Linked DNA regions of Muntiacus reevesi: region 1 is linked to region 2. Evidence: chromatin contacts called from public Hi-C data. All regions are on one chromosome and are shown on one strand. Each heading gives the region's core, a stretch centred on a gene start, on an enhancer-like site or on the middle of the called end of the contact. The rest is flanking DNA. Distances are from core to core; before and after follow the strand shown. Region 1 holds the start of TMEM192 (transmembrane protein 192). Region 2 holds the start of MSMO1 (methylsterol monooxygenase 1).

Evidence for each region. A called contact is a pair of places that touch in the nucleus more often than the background predicts.
Region 1: a Hi-C map of blood shows a contact between it and region 2, with 2.8 times the contacts expected there. The contact joins the promoter of TMEM192 here to the promoter of MSMO1 in region 2. A contact is called at or near these places in 2 of 3 Hi-C or Micro-C datasets (blood and muscle).

The regions. Positions count from the first base shown.
Region 1 is chr13:69,678,360-69,684,794 of mMunRee1.1, forward strand. TMEM192 (transmembrane protein 192) reads left to right here and starts at 3,534. Exons shown (of 5, transcript XM_065904406.1): 1 at 3,534-3,663. The coding sequence starts at 3,655.
Region 2 is chr13:69,386,186-69,392,729 of mMunRee1.1, forward strand. It overlaps MSMO1 (methylsterol monooxygenase 1), which reads right to left and starts at 3,920. Exons shown (of 6, transcript XM_065904675.1): 1 at 3,857-3,920.

The DNA of each region.
Region 1 (6,435 bases), core at 2,284-4,783, 290 kb after region 2:
ACCATGGCCAAAACCCTGAAAAGGATTGCCCAAAGATCCTCTGACCAATGCCGAGGAAATTTGATACATTGATAGAAGCAACTTTGTCTTGGATGGAAAAAGAAGAGCCAGATATGCAGTAGTCTCCAATTTCGAGACCATAGAGGCTAACTGTTGCCATCAGGTACATCAGCCCAATTGGCTGAGCTCACAGCTCTGACTCGAGCTTTAAAGCTGGGAAAAGGAAAAAGAGTAGCCATCTACAGTGACTCCAAGTATGCCTTTCTGGTGCTACATGCACATGCTGGAAAGGAAGAGGCCACTTGACCACCAGAGGGTCCTCAATCAAGTATGGTGCTGTAATCAATCAATGGTGCTGTCTTCAATCAAGTGTCCTGCCGTAAAGGACACCAAAAATGGAGCATGAAAGAGGCACAAGGGAACCAAGTAGCTGATCAGGCAGCTAAGAGAGTAGCATTACAGAACCATGACATAATAGGGCTTGCCACCCTAGTTCCACAGATTAATCTGCCAGAAACTCCTTTATATACTGAAGGTGAGACTCATAAAGCTAAGAGTAAGGGCTTTCAAGAAGATCATATGGGATGGTTCCAAAAGGAGGTACTTGGGCTATCTTGAATGAGATGTGTTGTTTCTGGCTAAATCCCTCCAGCCAAGTTGAAGAAAGTCTCACAGTCCTCAAGAAAAATATTCAGATCCTACAGGATCTCAAAGAATGAGCTGGAGAGTCCTCAGGGTGGCTATAATCTCTCCTTGGGGATCTTTCTCCCAGTGAGGGGGGATTTGGAGTTGACTAATGTCCCTACTAACCCCTATTGGCACCATATTGACACTACTTATAATTGTTCCATGTAGTATCAATTATTTAACTCATTTTGTCTCTGCCCAGGTCAACAAGCTACAAAATGCAGTGCTAGTTCAACAAGGATATATAAAACTATACCAACCGCAGAAAACATCTATCACTCACCCTTAGACGTATACCACTATAAGGACTCTGAGGCTTGAGACTAGCAAGAGGGGAAGCCCAATGCCCCTTGCTGACCCAGCTTAGCAGGAAGTAGCCAGAGAGACCTCGGTGCCCCTAATCCAAAAGAATTGGGCCTCCCATCTCTTGAGGGGATTATTTTAGGTAGTTAGAATAGGAAAAAGGAGTCTAAAGTGGTGGTGGCAAAAAGACAAACAAAGGGAAAAGCCCACACAAAGGGAACAAAGGAAAAATACACAGACCAGAGTGAGAAACTCAGGCGAAACAAACGCACCCCCTTCCTGGCTAGCCCTGATTTGCATAGCACAGGCTCAGAGGGTGAGGAGACAAAACATTTAAAAAGAGGGAGCTAAGATATGCTGGGGTCTCTCCTTTGGGTTCAGCCTGCCCTCATGCCTCCAGGGTGTACTATCCTTTGTGGAATAAAACTCTGAGCTGTAATGGAGCTGTAACACTGGCCCACCATTCAAATCTTTGCTGTGGTGAGACAGAACTGAGGAAATTACACACTCTCCCAACAATTGGATCCTAGATGGTTGGGTGAAGGGAAGCAACAAAACATACATTTGCAGGACAATTTGGAAATTTTTGCCATGGATTTGCAAATATGGAATTACTATTGGTTTTCTTAAGCATAATCATATTATTGTAGTTAAGAAGGAAAGTGAACGTTGCTCAGTTGTGTCCAACTCTTTGTGACCCCATGATCTGGAGTCTGCCAGGCCGCTCTCTCCATGGAATTCTCCAGGCAAGAATAGTGTAGTGGGTTGCCATTCCCTTCTCCTGGAGATCTTCCCAACCACGGATGGAATCCAGGTCTCTTGCAGGTGTATTCTTTGCCATCTGAGCCATCAGGGACGCCTGCAGTTAACATGAAAACATCCTTCCTTTTAGGCAATGAACTATCTAGAAATAGCTTCACTTTGAACTCAATCTACCTTCAAATAGTTCAATTTAAAAACATGTGACACACACACAAGCATGAGCCCTCACACAGAGCAACTAACTGTTGAGATAATGTTAACCACTGTTGAATCAATGTGAGGGGTATACAGATGTTCTCTGTACTAGTTTTTCAAAGTTTCCTAGGTTTGAAAACTTTTAAAATAAAATGTTGAGGGGAAATGCACATCTAGACAAAGCTCTTGAGATATAATTCATAGAGTCTCAGAAAATTTTAAAGATTTAAAGTTGCGTTGAGATTTGAAAGATCAAAAGTTCATCTTTTATTTTGTTGTTGCTCAGTTGCTAAGTTCAACTGTCTGTGACCTCATGGACAGCAGAAAGCCAGGCTACCCTGTCCTTCACTACATCCCTGAATTTGTTCAAACTCATAGCTATCAAGTCGGTGATGCCGTCCAACCATCTCATCCTCTGTTGCCCCCTTCTCCTGCTCTCAATCTTTTCCAGCATCAGAGTCTTTTCTAATGAGTCGGCTCTTCACACCAGGTGACCAAACTGTTGGAGCTTCAGCTTACGCATCAGTCTTTCCAGTGAATAGTCAGGTTGATTTCCTTTAGGATTGACTGGCTTGATCTGCTTGCTCTTCCATCTTTGCTGATACTTAAATAATTTTATTTCAACAATGATATAAACAAGATTACACCATACACAATGTACAAATAAGCATTAAAAAAGTATGAAAGTGTATTACTACAATATTAGAATAGAATGGGGGCTAATACTGACAAAAGTTTTAACTTTCTTTACATTTTAACCAGGCTTCCCTGGTGGCTCAGAAGTTAAAGCGTCTCCCCAATGTGGGAGACGCGGGTTGGATTCCTGGGTTGGGAAGATCCCCTGGAGAAGGAAATGGCAGCCCACTCCAGTATTCTTGCCTGGAGAATTCCTCGGTCGGGGGAGACTCGTAGGCTGCAGTCCACGGGGTCGCAAAGAGTCGGACACGACTGAGCGACTTCATTTTCACATTTTAACAAAAGATAGTGTATTCTCAGAAAAATGCTATAAAATTTCTTGTTCAATTTCACTTGAAATAAAAAGTCCAAAAACCCCTCTTATTGCCTCCTTTCCCACTGGTGAAATCTTTAAGTGTGTCCTCGAAACCAGTTTTTATTCTGTTTGTCTTCCTCTGCTGGTGGAGTTTTGTGCTATCAATGAAAACCTGGGATTCTACCGCTGGTCCTATGCACAGACCTACGCTGCAAACAGTAACTAAGGAAGGCCGATAAAAGTTAATGCTTTACAAAGAAGCAGCTGACGGCCAAAAATAGTTCAATTCTTGGACTTAGAACGCATCCATTAGCGCCCAAATCTCTGGCCAACCTAGGACACCAGCTCAGGTTTCGCAGTCCGTAGGCACCGCAGCGTTCCCGGAGGCAGCGGCCTCCCAGGGATGGACTTTAGGCAGGATCACGCCCCTTTCTCCTTGGCCATTCGGGATTGAGGTATCGGGTCAGCCCCCCTCGGAATCTACCAATAGTTCGCGAGAGGCGGGACTAGTTCCTTTGCCCCTCTGCCAATCGAGGGTGAGGGGCGGGTCTGGGACGGCCGCCGGAAACCGGGCCCTGGAGCGAGGAGGAGGGGCCCGCCTCTACGCTTCAGCCAATTGAAAGCAAAGGGCGGGCCCCAGCGCGTGTTCCGGAAGGCGGTGTGGGCGCAGGTGCGGAGACTGGGCGGCCCGGCTGCGGCCTCCGGCGGCCGGCAGTATGGAGGACGTGAGTGCTCAGTTGCAGGTGGCGAGCGACCGGCCCGCCTCCCCCTCTTCTGATGCTGGGCGCCCTGGGCAGAGACGGGGTTAGGAGCAGCCTTGGCGGAGGGGATCCTTCTGCGCGCGGCTGCCGGGCTGCGGTGTGCGGGAGGAGCACATGGGCGCCGGCGGGGTCCGCGCCTTGCTGGCCCTGGGCTTATTTTCTCGGCAGAGGAGGCAGGAGAGGCGCCCAGCCCTTGCGGTCGCGTGTCGGGTTCCGGAACTGGGGAGGCCCGCGGTGCGCGCTTGGCTTCGGGCGCGGGGAGGCTCGGGCGCAGGAGCGAGTCCACCTCCTCTTGGCCCCGGCCTTGGCGCTGGGGGCAGATCTGTCGCTATCATCACCCGGAAACACACATTGGAGGGAAACAATGTGATGTTTTGAATGGAGGACTGGTAGGAGTGAAGGGATTTTTAAATCTCCTTACTTAAGATGGATCCAAACCAGATTATTATTAACACTGCACTAGTTACCGTGTACAGAGTGCGGCGTAACTGTAAAAGTCTTTGCTTAATGGTATTAAAACATTTTTAGGAAAATCATGTATTTGTGCCCAGAATTAACTAGATTACCCATTGACACAAAATTCTTGCTCTTGAGAAAATATCAAAGTTGATAGTTATTTAAAGCACTGATTTGAGTTAATAAATTAATAGGAATATTACTGTGCTCCTGCCGCTGAATGAGATGCATCAAGCAAGACACTTGAAATACAGTTCCAGCCCTACAATACCTTAGATTCTTGTGCAAATAGTGACCATAGTTCAATTATCTTGACTAAATAAAGACCAGACAATTTCTAATGATAGGACTAAAAGCCATGTTTTTTCCACTATGAGAAAGTGGAAAGCTAACTGTAACACTTGCAAGTAGATTTGAGACTCATATTTTTTTAGAAATGGATTGTTTTTGAATTTTTAAAGGTTGAGATTCATGAATTGAAAATGTGTGGAGAAAATGAGTATCTAAATGGAAAATTAGACTCATAAAAATGTGTGCAGTAGATACTTCTTGCTTGGTGCTAAGCTGCCTCCCGGTTCTTGGATCTGTAACTTTTAGCTTTAGGACTAGTACAATCCTAGAAATCTGTTTCACCAACAATTGAAGAGTAATGTTTCACCAATGGCTACATAGCTAGGTCACTTTAGGTATGAACAATTGCCTACCTTTGGTATTTGTAGATATGATTTCTCCCACCCAAGAGAAAGCTAAAAACTATGTGCCATGTCCTAGGCCCAGACACCTAAATGAATTAAAAGAGGCAAAGACTTTTAGTTTGGGTTCTTTGTTTGCAAACCAATTTTGGCTACTTTAAGGAAGAAAGGGATTTATTTGAAAGGATATAGGGTAGATGAACACTTAATCCTCTGAAATGATTCAAACAAGGGCTGCTTAAGGGATGCAGTGGCAGGAGTCCTGCATGGACTCTGGCAGAGGTAGGGGCACTGGGTGGGCTTCAGTAGACTGAGTTGAGGAGGTGGAGCTGAATCTGGGGATACTGAAGCAGCTTGGGTTCACCGGACAGAGAACCCAGAAAGCAGAGTGCTGTACAGAGGGAGAGCTTCAAAGAATGCAGAGTCCCTATTCAGCTAAGTCCTCTTCTGTATGCCTCTGAGGTAATGCCCTGACAACTGAGGAAAAAAAAAAAACATGACCCAGAAGGACTAGAAGGAGCAGTACTGTCACACAGGGCCAGGATTAGTGCTTGTTCTTCCAGCTAGACTGGAAACCTCATAATCACAAGGTATTGAGTATTCAGAAAGGTCTTGCTTCACTTGTAGGAAATATTTAGCACTAGACCAAACATGGTATGGTCCCACCTAAGAAGCACCTTAAAAGAGTAAAGAGATCAAATTGTTTCCAGTGATTTAACTGAATCCAGAAAAAAGCTCAAGAATATTTACAGGAGTACAAAAGTATCCAGCACCCAAAGAGTTAAATTTTTTTGCAGTGTCTGGCATCCAATCCAAAATTGCCAGGCATTGCTGATTATGTGATATAATGGAGATGTTAAGTAATGCTATCATAGTAATCATTTTGCAGTATGTAAGTGTATCAAATCAACTCATGATACACAAACTTACACAATGTGACATGTTAATTATATCTCAATAAAGTGGAAAAAATGACCAACCATGCAAAGAGGCAGGGAAATATGATATAATAAATAAATTAAAACTCATTAAAAAATGACATGAAATAGCAAACAAGGACATTTAGAAAAACTACCATAACTTTTCTATATGTTCCAAAGGTTAAAAAGACATGAGAGATATAAAATAGACCCACTCAAACTTGTAGAAATAAGAGCTACAGTGTCAAAATGAAAAAAAGGCAGAGGGAACAGCACTGGGGCATTAGGGGAGGCAGCATATTTACAAGACAGCCGTTTGACAGGTGGGGAGGGATGGAGAGGCACAGAGATCGGAAAAGTGGCCCCTGGAGGTGTTCATGGACTTTAGCTAAGGGAAAACCCAGGGAGGTGGGACAGCTGCTGAGAAAGCTAGAAGAATAAAAGTCATGAAGAAAGCAGAAATCATCAGAATTGCTCCTTGAGTTATGACAGGCTAATCAGGAAGCTATCTAGGCATTGAATTAAAAAAAAAAAAATGTAGCGGTGTTGAATGCCTGATAGTGGAAATTGAGAAGCCCATCCCAGATCTGGTCACATCCCAGACTTCTGTGTTATCTTTATAATCTTGGTGCCCAGAGCCCACCCTTACACCATTTGTCCCTCTCTGT
Region 2 (6,544 bases), core at 2,670-5,169:
TATGACTACATAAATACTAAATACTTATAATCGGGAATAAAAAGACAACCATAAATAAAGTCAAAGATCAAACAACAAACTGGAAAAAATATTTCCAAGAATTAAGACAAAGGGCTAAAATGAGTGCTTTAGAAAAAGCCTAAAAACCCAATAGAAAAATGACAGACTACTCACAGAAAGTTCACAGAAAAATAAATACAAATACTAAGCAAATTAACAGTTCAGTTCGACTCAAATAGAAAATGCATCCTAAAACAAAAACTTAGTTTCACAGTGCGCCTAGCAGTAACATTTTGGGGAAACTGGCACCACTGTACATTGTTGATGGGAGGATGAATTTATTCTTTGAGGAAAAAAAATCACAGTATTTATTACAATTCAAAATGAACACATCTTTTGATCCAGCAATGTTTTCACTTAAGTACACAAAGATGAGCGCACTAAGAATGAAGGAAGCATTGCTCATAATAGTAAAAACAAAGAAAAATACAGCAAGATGTTAGGGCCATCAACAAGAAATGAATTAAATAAATTCTATCAGGTCCTTCCAAAGACACTGCCACCGAGGAGGAAGATCTACATATTCTACATAGAAAGACATCTAAGTGAAATAGCAAGTTGCAGAATGTATAGGAAGAGCATCACCTATGTTTTTGTGAAAAGGTTATGTCTTTATATATGTACTTTATGCTATATACATAGGAGAAACACACAAACAGAAAATGTACAGAAAATGTATTTGCATACATGGTAGGGAGGGATTATGAAAAGAAAAAAATTTACTTTCCATTTTATACCTCTTATAATTTTAATTTTTTCATGAGTATGTTTTACTTATAAATAAGCTTAATAGGTCACCAAATCAAAAAACAGACTTATGAAGAATGTCACTTTCCTAAAAACGTTTACTGATGTCCCTAGTTTATGAATTATGATGGGCCCCTCTATAAATAAATATATTAAGCCTCAGAAGCATTCTTAATATTGTTTAAAATGCTCCTTTGTCCTCGTGCACCAGCCCATGACCTACTCAACTACGGCCAACCCTTCAATAACACAGCTTTGAATTGTGCGGGCAGGTCCATGTAGACTTAGGTTTTTTTTGATAAACAAATTGGAAGAACTTGGGGAGATTTGTGACAATCTGAAAAAAACTCACAGACGAACTGCATAGCCTAGAAATATTAAAAAAAAAAAAAAATTAAGAAAAAGTTAGATATGAATGCATAAAATATGAAACTGTGAAAGTTAGTCTCCCCGTCGTGCCTGACTCTTTGTGACCCCATGGACTGCAGTCTGCCAGGCTCCTCTGTCCATGGAATTCTCTAAGCAAGAATACTGGAGTGGGCAGTCACTCCTTTCTCTAGGGGATCTCTCCAACCCAGGGATCAAACCTGGGTCTCCTCCATTGCAGGCAGATGCCAACAAATCTAATAATGTTGAATCAACACCACTTACTAGCTGTGTGACCTTGAGCAAGTTAAGTAACTTCTCTAAGCCTCAGTTTTATTACCTGCAAAATGTAAAGAATAACAATAACTAGATGAAAGGAATCTTTTCATGATGTACATGTATATCAAATTACCACAACGTACTTTTTGCTAACAGAACCTCAATAAAGTTGAAAAAATAAGGAATAACAATACAGTTCTTCTGAAGAGTCCAAGAAATAATACATGTTAACTACTTATGTTGAGGTGACACATAAGCTAAAAGAAGCTAACAATTATTAAGTGCTTTATATACACCAATAACTTCTAAGAGTGTCACATGCTCTCTCTATATTATAGACTACTCCTTACCACAGCTTCAAGGTAGACACTTTTATTATTTCCACTTTACAGATAAAAACTGAGGTTTAGAAAGATTAAGTAACTTCCCCAAATTACAAAAACACTAAGTGGGGGAGCCTGTGCTCTCACATCCATTATATCATATTGTGATCCTAAATTATAAAGCACACAATAAACAGTATAGTAAGAGGGGAATAATTCTCAAAGTTCACCCAAGCCTCCTGAAAGAGTATTCCATATAGGCTGTCTTCATTTTCAGATTTCACATCCATTCTCTAGCAATTACAATCAGTTTTGTATTCTAACCAATGCACTGAATTTACTCCTACTAAATAAAATCACTAAGTTTCCCAGCTGCCAGATCCAACAAAAATATTTTGGAGTTATTTTATCTGGCCCTTCTGGAAAATTTGATACTTCTCACCTTGATATACCTGCCTTTCTCGCTTCTTGGGATTCATATGTATTCACTCTGATTTAACATGTGGTACCATTTGTAGCCACTGCGCTTCCTGCTGCTCTCACCCCTGACTTCAAATCATAAAATCTAGGGAGGAATACAAAGAAAGAACAAGACTGTCACAACATCTGTGATAAGAACAATAAAGGGTTGGAAATATAAAACAGAGAGGCCCAGGAAACAGATCTTAGAGAAAGAGGCATGTAAACTCAAACCTGGAGTGTGGAGTGAAGGCAGTTAAATCTAGTTTAACTAGATCAAAAGAGAGTAAAGTAGGCGGGATGGGGTCGATGGGTGGTTTTGAGCAGAAGAAACATGAGTTGTAGAGACTCAACCAGGAGATAAGAAAGGATACAGCACTTTCCCGTTGAGTATGTCTGTGGTACAGCTTTTGAGAAAGAAAGGCTCAAGAATTGAGGCTGAACAGTTTCCCAGAGATGCTTGACTTACTCCAATTATTCTAGATTGTCAGGAGTGATCATATCTGTTCCCTGTTGTGAGAATATGCTGAAATCCTCTCTCTCTCTCTCTCTCTCTCTCTAAAACCCCAAGTTCTGATTATCCAAAAGTATACTGGCCATCTCCAATTTAGGCAGTTTGGAGGCAGAGCAAAGTCAACATGCCCTCAAATTCGGCCACTACTCCTGGCAACTCTGCCCACACACTCCCTCCCTACCTACTTTAACTTGGTGAACTGATGCCACTACCTACTTAGTCATCTAGGACAGAATATTCCAGATCTCTATCTCTGCTGCCTGGATTAAGTCTTCAAACACGTACCCGATTTAGAGACAACTGGTTTAATTAACATTCAGGAGTTTACTCTCTAGATTTAAGGGAGGGAAATGGATACACTACTGACAACTGAACAAAAGCAAAAAATAGGTATTAAGGAAGAGAGGAGAGGGGAAACAACGAGTGAATTTTCTTTCTTTTTGTCCTCCTTGCACAACTGGATTGACTTGAGGTCTGTCACAGACTCAGAAAAAAAGAAATGTAGTCGTCTGGGGATCCCCCATAGAAACTTTGAAGTTCCCCTGTCTCTGAGACCTGCCAGCAGTGCCTGGCCTTTGCCCTGCCCGGACGCCGAGCACCTCCAAGTGTGCCCTTCTTAAACCCTCCCTCTAAAACACGAGGCCATCATTCGTGTAAACAGCAGACAGGGTTCAGCCCTTCTGCAGACCCTTACAGTTTCAGGGAGCGCCTCCCCACAGATGAAACACCTGGGCCTCTGCTCTCCTTTAACTCTCAGTTTTTCGCCCCCACCCTCCGTACTGATACACGAAGGCCTCTGACTGTCCTCCGCTTCGGGCCTCTCTGGCCACGAAACAGCTTCTCTTGCCGGTACAGCCCTCTGCCCAATTGCTATTCACCCTTTAGAACCCTCCGGGACGCCCTTCCCACCCGCGCGCCCCGCCGCGCCTACAAGCAGGTCTTGCTTCTTCCTTTTGTAGACCTCTAGTCACGGTCACTCTCTGCTGAGCACTGCCTGGTTCCGACATTAAGAGATTGCAATCGTTTCCACCCATACCTGCCGCCAGGCCGTCCGTCCCGGCGTCTGTACGTGGGAGCCGACCGAGGCCCGTCCACCCCGTTCCCTCACCTTATGCACCACCCAGTCTGCCGCCACCGCCTCCAGAGCTGCGATAGGCGCTTCCACCTGGGAGTCGACGGGCTCCTCCGCTGTTATTGGCTTGCGTGGGCCCCGCCCCGCCTTCTGAGAGCCGTGATTGGCCTACGCAGCTGCCGGCATCGTGTGACTCGTGCGAACATGGCACTGGAAGCGCGGCCATTGGCTGCTCAGATGGAGTGAGGATCGTGAGAGCTAGGCGTTCGGCCAGTAGCTGGTCCGCCTGCCCGGCTAGGCGGACGCGAGGCCTTGAGACGTCGCCTAGCAACTTCAGCCCCGCCCAGCACCCTCAGCCCCTTCCAAGAGCATGCGCACTCAGGGAGTTTGCAGGCGCGCCGGCCCTGAAATCTTTACTAGGCGCTGTATTCACTGGAGCCCCTTTAACACTGTTGCGCCTAAAGTTTAGACCTCTTTCTCATCCCAACCCTAGCGTCCTCTGATAACCCCTATATGTACGTGGGAAGTGGGTAACTCCAAATGCAGCGCGATTCCTGTTTGAGCACGGCAAGCCAAGAGTCGGAGGTTTAGAAGAGACGACGCGCAGCAGTTGGTTTTGCTGCCATGGTCGGCCGCCTCCCGCCCCTCCGGGAATGCAGAGGTGTGCACGGATAGGGGTCATCCACGAAATTAAGGTTTCGCTTAAGAGAGCCTTTTTAAAATTTGCACAAGGGCACTACTCGCTCTCGTTGAAGGCATTTTCTTTGCAGGACTTTGTGCAAATGGGACGCTATCGCTTCTTATAGCTGTGACTTTTTTCTCATAGACTGACTTTTGTCCCTGAAATAACAGGCCCGCTGCCATCTGCTTTAGGAAATCCCTCAACCCATTCATCTAACTGTCCCATGTATTTGACACCCACGTTCTTTGTAAAGTATCATGACAGAAGTCATATCAAATGAATAGAAATGGGATCTGTCCCTTGCGTGCTCAGAGCTCTGTCTTCAGGAGGCCTGTGGTATCCTGGGGTAGATGTGTGTTGCACAGCCTAGGTCTCTTCAGGACTGAAGTAGGCCTTCAGTGACCGAGAATGGGTAAAGCCATTTTCCCATGAGGCATTTTTCTTTCCAGTGGGAGTATAAAGGCCCAGACCCGCAACCCTATTTAGGATTCCTTTGATTGGCCAGTTTAGCTACAGACCACGCCCCCCGCTCTCCCATTGACTGAGGTGGTGGGTGTGACTGCAATGCAGTCTACTTTTCCCTCTGCCTAAATACGCTGCCCTCTGTTAAGGCAGGATGAAGAGCATATGCCATGGGGTCGGACCTACCAAGCTTTGCCACTCATTAGCAGTGTGCTCTTAGATAATTTACTTCTCAAAATTTTATCCAGTACTTATTAAAGTGGGTATTATAATAGTTTCTTATGACAATAAATGTGAGTATATATGTAAGCCCATTGCACACAATGCTCAGTAATACTAAGTCGGTTATTATTTCTGACTTAGAGTCCTACTTACTACATTAAAGATATATTATTCTTAATATTAGAGAAGATGCAAGTATGTGAAATGGTCAAATGATTATTTTAAATTTTGGGGATTTAGAACTGAAACGAAACATATAACTCCAAAAAACAAAACAGAAATATGCTCAATTCCTTCCAGTGAAGAAATGGGAAACTACTTCAAACAGGAGGTTAGCTCAAACAGGGGCTCTGTATCAACCTAGAGGGGTGGGATGGGGAGGGAGATGGGAGGGAGGTTCAAAAGGGAGGGGATATATGTATACCTATGGCTGATTCATGTTAAGGTTTGAAAGAAAATAACAAAATTCTGCAAAGCAATTATCCTTAAATTAAAAAATAAAAAAAAAGAAATGGGCAGTTTAGAGAACTTCAACAATAGTGGTAATTTATTGAGACACATCCCTTTGGTGACAAAAGTTCATATAGTCAAAGCTTTGGTTTTCCCAGCAGTCATGTACAGATGTCAGAGTTGGACCATAAAGAAGGTTGAGTGACAAAGAATTGATGCTTTTGAATTGTGGTGCTGGAGAAGACTCTTGAGAGTCCCCTGGACTGTAAGGAGATCAAATCAGTCCATCCTAAAGAAAAGCAACTCTGAATATTCATTGGGAGGGCTAATGCTGAAGCTGAAGCTCAACTTTGGCCACTTGATCTGAAGAACTGTCTCATTGGAAAAGACTCTGATGCTGGGAAAGATTGAAAGCAGGAGAAGGGGACGACAGAGGATGAGATGGTTGGATGGCATCACTGACTTAATGGTCATGAGTTTGAGCTAATTCCAGGAGACTTTGGAGGCGTGCTGATAGAGAAAAGCCTGGCATGTCCATGGGGTCTCAAAGAGTCAGATACAATTTAACCACTGAACAACAACATTGAGGGTCTTTGGTATTTCAAGCACAGTACTATACATCATTTCTTTCAAACTCCACAATAACCTTGTAAGTGATACGCTTTTGCTGTTTTTTGTTATTATTCAGTTGTGTCCAATTCTTTGGATCAGGGAGAAAGCAAGGGAATTCCAGAAAAACATCTGCTTCACTGTCTACACTATAACTTTTTGACTGTGTGGATCTCAACAAACTATGGAAAATTCTTAAAAGAGATAGGAGTACCAGTCCACCTTACCTGTCTCTTAGGAAACCTGTATGTGGATTAAGAGGCAATAGTTAGAACTGGACATGAAACAAACTGGTTCAA